Linked DNA regions of Mus musculus: region 1 is linked to region 2. Evidence: chromatin contacts called from public targeted proximity ligation data. All regions are on one chromosome and are shown on one strand. The core of a region is the stretch at or near the end of the contact, and the rest is flanking DNA. Distances in the headings are between cores, read along the strand shown. Region 1 overlaps Sgms1 (sphingomyelin synthase 1). Region 2 overlaps Sgms1 (sphingomyelin synthase 1).

The links.
Region 1: a contact with region 2 is called in a targeted proximity ligation map of pancreatic cancer cells. A contact is called at or near these places in 10 of 484 Hi-C or Micro-C datasets (B cells, CD8 central memory T cells, the G1E-ER4 cell line and 4 more), 6 of 130 datasets of targeted methods (bone marrow-derived macrophages, embryonic fibroblasts, embryonic stem cells and 3 more) and 3 of 9 other capture datasets (adipose tissue, liver and pancreatic islet).

The regions. Positions count from the first base shown.
Region 1 is chr19:32,302,646-32,305,488 of GRCm38.p6, forward strand. All of the region lies in intron 2 of Sgms1 (sphingomyelin synthase 1), which reads right to left. Among named protein-coding and RNA genes, the nearest start is that of Sgms1, 84 kb to the right of the region's middle.
Region 2 is chr19:32,135,799-32,138,498 of GRCm38.p6, forward strand. The region is part of intron 7 of Sgms1 (sphingomyelin synthase 1); the gene reads right to left. Among named protein-coding and RNA genes, the nearest start is that of Asah2, 34 kb to the left of the region's middle.

The DNA.
Region 1 (2,843 bases), core at 321-2,820, 170 kb after region 2:
CCCTCCCAAGGGACCTCGATTCCCACATCTGCAGAAGGAACCTGTTAGACAAATTTTCGTTTCAAAGGTTCAGCCTGGCAATAAAATGAGAGTCTATAATCTAAGAATTGCCATCAGTCAGAAACCAGAAAGGATGTTGCTCACATTTCATCTATTACATAAACCTTACTGTAACAGCTCTTAATACCTTGTTTTGGATTACCTTCTAAGTGGTGTGTTCGGCCTTGTTCTACTGGGATCATGGGGTAAGGGTGGTTAGAACATTTTATCTTCTTAGTTGTTTGTCTGGTTTTGATGAATGATCTCTTGTATCACAAAGCTGGCCCCATCCTTACTTCAACTTCTCATCCTCCAGCCTCCTCGTCCCAGTTGCTGACAGGAAGGCACTCATGCCCACACTTGGTTTCATGGGCTGCTGAGGATCTAACCCAGGGTCACATCCATGCCAAGCAAGGATTCTATGAGCTAAGCAACATCACTATCTAGCTGCTGTTGCTTTCTTTTAAGTCCTTCCATGTGATGGGTCTCATCAGATAAAGGGGGGGGGGGCGATTTCCTTGTTCCTGCTGAACTCAACACAGCTTCCTTCTCAGCCCTAGCTAAAAGCCTGTACTCAGTCGCCTTACATATCAGGTCACTGGGGACTTAACTGAGCTTTGGGACATGAAGAAGAGCCTGCAGCACAGGAAGAGCCTGCAGTTTCACAGTGAGCTCGGGATGGGCAAGCCTACAGCTCAGAGCCCAGCTTTGCTTGAGCTGCATCACCAATGCTATCACCAATGTCAACAAAGGATGCTTTGTCTTCACCCATCCCAACATCACACATTAAATGAATTTTTCACAGTTGCTAAACACCGGCCACATAGATCATCCTTCTTGCATTACAAGGAGTTTTGTTGTTTCATTGGTTCTAGTCCATTCCCAATCAAAAGCCCAAACAATTTGTTTTAATTCCTTCTTTTATTTGGAAAATTATTTCATTTCTCCCCTCCCTGCCTCTGTCCAATACCCCCATATGCCCCTCCTCCTTGCATTCAAATTCATAGCCTCTTTTTCCTTTAACTATTATTATATACATATATGTATATAAACATATATTCCTAGATATACAAGTACAGCCTGCTCAGTCTGTACAATGTTACTTGTTTGTATGTTTTCAGGATTGACGATTTGGTATTGGATAACCAATTGGTGTGCTCTTCCCTAGGGAACAATATCTTCCCCGCTCCCTGTTGAAAATATCTGCTTTCAACATCTTTATAGTTATCTGATCTCCGAGCTTGTGATTCAAAAATGGAATCTAAGATAGTCAGTCTTATTTCAGAGTTATACCTCCAGACTTTAAAGAGTCATTTTTATGTCACAGCCCCAACAAAATCACAGCAGCCAAAGAGAGGTGAACCTACAGGTGTCAACTCCCAGACTAAACCCGTGTCTCTCCCTGGCCCGTCGGCCCAGTCCAAAGAGTAGGCAAAGAACCATACTGACTTGAGGCTACATCTGCTCGCCCAGAAGCCCTCCCTCCAGCTTGTAAGGGCAGAGAGCCAAGGCCAGACGTGGGAGCAGGGGCCCTTCCTGTCCCAGCTGGGATACAGGCTGCCCCGCCCTGTTCTTTCTAAGAGGAAGTGGGCTGGAAATCCTGTACACTCATTGTTTTATTAATAAAACTTTAGAAGGAGGAAATCTTTAGACAGGGATACATATTCACTTGGAAAACTAGGAGGCTAAGTCCCTAACATTCTTATGTTTCTTGCTGACTTGATTATCTGAGACTTTAGAAACAAAAACAGAATCCTAGTCCATCTTAGCATGACAAGTTGCTGATGACATATTAGACAGACAGCCGTCATTATTATGCATAGCCCCACCCACATCACAGTATATTCTGAGATAGGGAGCGAGCCTTACATGGGTTCAGAAACTCTTGTACTTTCCAGGATGCCGCACTCACAGAAGTCCAGCTAGAATCATTCTATAAACAGATGACCCTAGACTTACAGGTGAGAGGCAGACTTGTAGAAAGCATAAATTCAAAATCAGTCTCTCTCCCTCTTTCCCTCTCCCCACTCTGCCCCCACTTCTCTCAACTCACTATGTAGACCAGCCAGGCCTTCAACTTACAGACATTGCCCTGCCTTTGCCTCTGTCTCTCAAGTGCTAGGAATAAAGGTATTCACTAGCAGCCCCTGGCTCAAAAGACAATTAATGAAACAATTCACTAAGCCAGCGTTACGGCTTCATGAATCAGCTCTTAGACTAGAAAAGCTGTTTCTCACGCCTGAATCCACCTCTTCTAGGATAAGGTAGTTAGGCAAGCCTAAGCATACTGGGTGTTCCGGCAACACACCCACAAGTGGACGAAAGGCCTCTCAGTCTCAAATTTCCTGGGCAAACACTTAATGCTGCTGTGTTGGTGTGGTTTCTACACTGTCTTGGACTATATTAATATTCCTTCTTCCTTTCCACAGATGAGCTGGCCCAAGTCCTCCGGCTCTTACTCATTCCTAATCACTCACTCATTTCCTCTGTTCAGACTGGGATGGGAGGGGCAAATAGCTCTCTGGAACCACTAATGTTTGGACTTAAGATGACTGGCTATTTCATTATTTTGAATTAAAAGGACTAGACTCATCACATTCTTTTGGGGGAAAAGTTGCCAAGTTACCCATACATTTGAATATAGTTTTGCTTACTATTTCAAACTGCTTTAATAACAGAAAGTATGCTCATGGATAGCTCTATAATTAATAAAGACCAAGAAGGGAAACCCCAACATGGAACTCCACTGAAGATAATCCAGTGAGTACTATGACAGATGTCTTTAAGCCCCGTGTCCCCATCAC
Region 2 (2,700 bases), core at 88-2,587:
CAGCTACTGGTGTGACCACCCCGGCCATTGCAATGCTTGCCAGACTTCTCTACTAAATATGTTATCTTTGCCCCTTTATAGTTAATAAGAAATGTGAATTTAAAAAGCTGTATAAGTGTTATTGGCCTTAACCTTCACCTAATAGCTTCAGTACATACCCATTATAGATTATGATTTTTGAATTATTTCCTCAAAGGCTACCAAATAGTCATCTATTTCTTTTACATTTATTAATTTTCCTAAGTCGCCTCTGACATTATATAAAGCCCCTTTTGATTTTTTACAGTCTGATATCGTCATGCTCAAACTGTCTTAAGCATAACCACTGAGGACTGAGAGGACAGCTCAGGGAGAAGAGGAGCAGGTGACAGGCCCGGGGCTCGAACCTCAGCACTGCCAAAGCAAGAAACAAAGCTTCGCAAAATGACACAGCCAGAGGGAGAGCTCCCAAGCATGACAGCCTGGTGTTTTAGAGTGCTCATGGGTGGCCTCTCGTGTCCAGGTAGCTTGAGACATTCCCCATGGTGAAAATGTCACTGCCCACCTTCTTGCACCCTGAGCCAGTGGGTAAAGTCTCCTCTGCGGCTGTCTGGAGCTCCCTGGTTAATGCCTATAGTCTCCATGGTGTATGACTCCTAATATCTGTAAGACTTTTCTTGCCTTTCCAGTGTCTCCCTTAACACAGGGCCTGGCTTGGACATCCCTCACCTCTAGTTCACACGACCATGAACAAGCATTACCTACTACAGATGTGTGGCCAGATAGATATCCTGTCTCTGCTCCCTAGCTACTCTGAAACACTGGGCAGAGCCACCTGCCTCTGAACTTAATGCAGTTCCTCCAGTCACTGTTTTGAGAACTAAATGAGGACAAGACATTGTGGACCACGGGTGGACATCAAAAAAGGATAACACAACTTAGCACCAACCAAAGCCTATATCCCTCTCACCCAAACATCCCACTGCATTACTGGGTAAATGTATTTTTAAAAAACAACTGTCAGTCCATCAAAACCTCCTACTAAAACCTTTCCTGACTTTCTATGGTTTGGAAATCCAAACTCATTAGAAGGGTTCAAGGCCCTTTAAATCTGCCCACAGCCTGCCTGCTACATCTCAGGCCACTGGGACCAGACGACCAGACCCCTGTGTTCCCTCAACCTCAAGTTATTCTAAATTCCCTTGCATGGTCCCCTTATACCAATGTTCTCGCTGCTTCCACTTGGCAGACTCTGACTTGTTCCTCTGAGCCTTGGCTCAGACACACCTCTAGCTGCATGCACGCCCAGCACAGTGGCTGCTTTTCTGTGCTTCCATGGCAACCAGAACCCCCATATCCATACAGGAAGGAATGACTAAGCCAGGGAGTGACCTGTTAGATCACACAGGACCCTTAGCTCTGGAGGCCCAGGGAGTGAGGGGGGGATGGACAGGACACTTACTATGTACATTTGTGACCTTAATATTCCACACTATATCTACCCATGACAGGTTCTCCAGAGATGTTTGCTTGGAAAAATAATCTCTTCTAATCAACTGAAATCATATCAACAATTCTGCATTTTCTTGCAATCTGAGCAAGTGACGACACTTCCTCAGTAAGGAAACTGGAGCTGCCAAGGAGCTATAAAATGATGCAAAGTGCACTTGTCAAATACAACTTTTAACCAAAGTGATAAATGTACAGATAGTAGAGTTGGACTTGTGAGAAAAACAGCCATAAAGGACTATTGTATTGAAATATGAATTTTAAAAATTTCTCTTTAGTACATACTTTCAGTATGTCTGCCATAAAATTTATTTACAATAAAAGTAATTTTTAAAAGACAAATTTTTACTACATTGCTGTCACTGTTGCTCCTAAAAGTGAAAAGAGAGAATAGCAACAGAGAGAAAAGAGAAACAGAAAAAAAGTGAAAACAAAAAAGGAAAATTATACTGACAAGAAATAGGAGTAGAGAGAAGATTGCGCAAAAGCGAGCACGTCCCCATGCCTCATGTGACTTAACTCGGTGACACCAAATTACCTATGCAATGGAATCAGCTCTTTCTGAAGTCCACAGAAGGCTGCCAAGGGCTAATCAGACTACCAAAGCTCCGCATGATTGAACTCTGTGATACCAAATTACTTTTGTATTGGAACCAGCTCTTTCCTCACAAGGTCGCTAAAGGCTCATCAGACGACCAAAGTGTGTCAGTGTGGGAGGCTTGTGAGATATGCCAACTGCCACCTCTGAACAGGTATAACTACAATTGCCATTGCCAAGAAGCAGAGTCTGCTGCCTTGCAAGGATGGACTTGTCCAAGGCAGGGGGTCCATGAGGCCAACATCTAAGGGAAATCAGCAGCAAGACCAGGGGGCTTTGATGCCTGAAATCTCACTCTGAGACAAGGGGAGAGCAGCAGACACACAAACTGTGAAGGTCTTCCCAAAGCTGCCCCACTCAACAAGAAGCATCAGATGGTACCAAACACGAACAAGGTCCCTGTCTGACGGGGACCCGTTGGTTGGCGGTCGGAATAAAATTCAAATGAAATTCTTCTGCCAAATGCCCTGGCTGAGGTGTCATCTCCGTTTTGATATCTAAGGTCAGCACAGAAACCACAATAGAATCAGCGTGTGGCTTAGGTTAAGGCTTAGTAGTCAGCACCAGCTCAACTTGCCCAAAAGTTATCATGGGGCACATCTGGGGAGTGCACA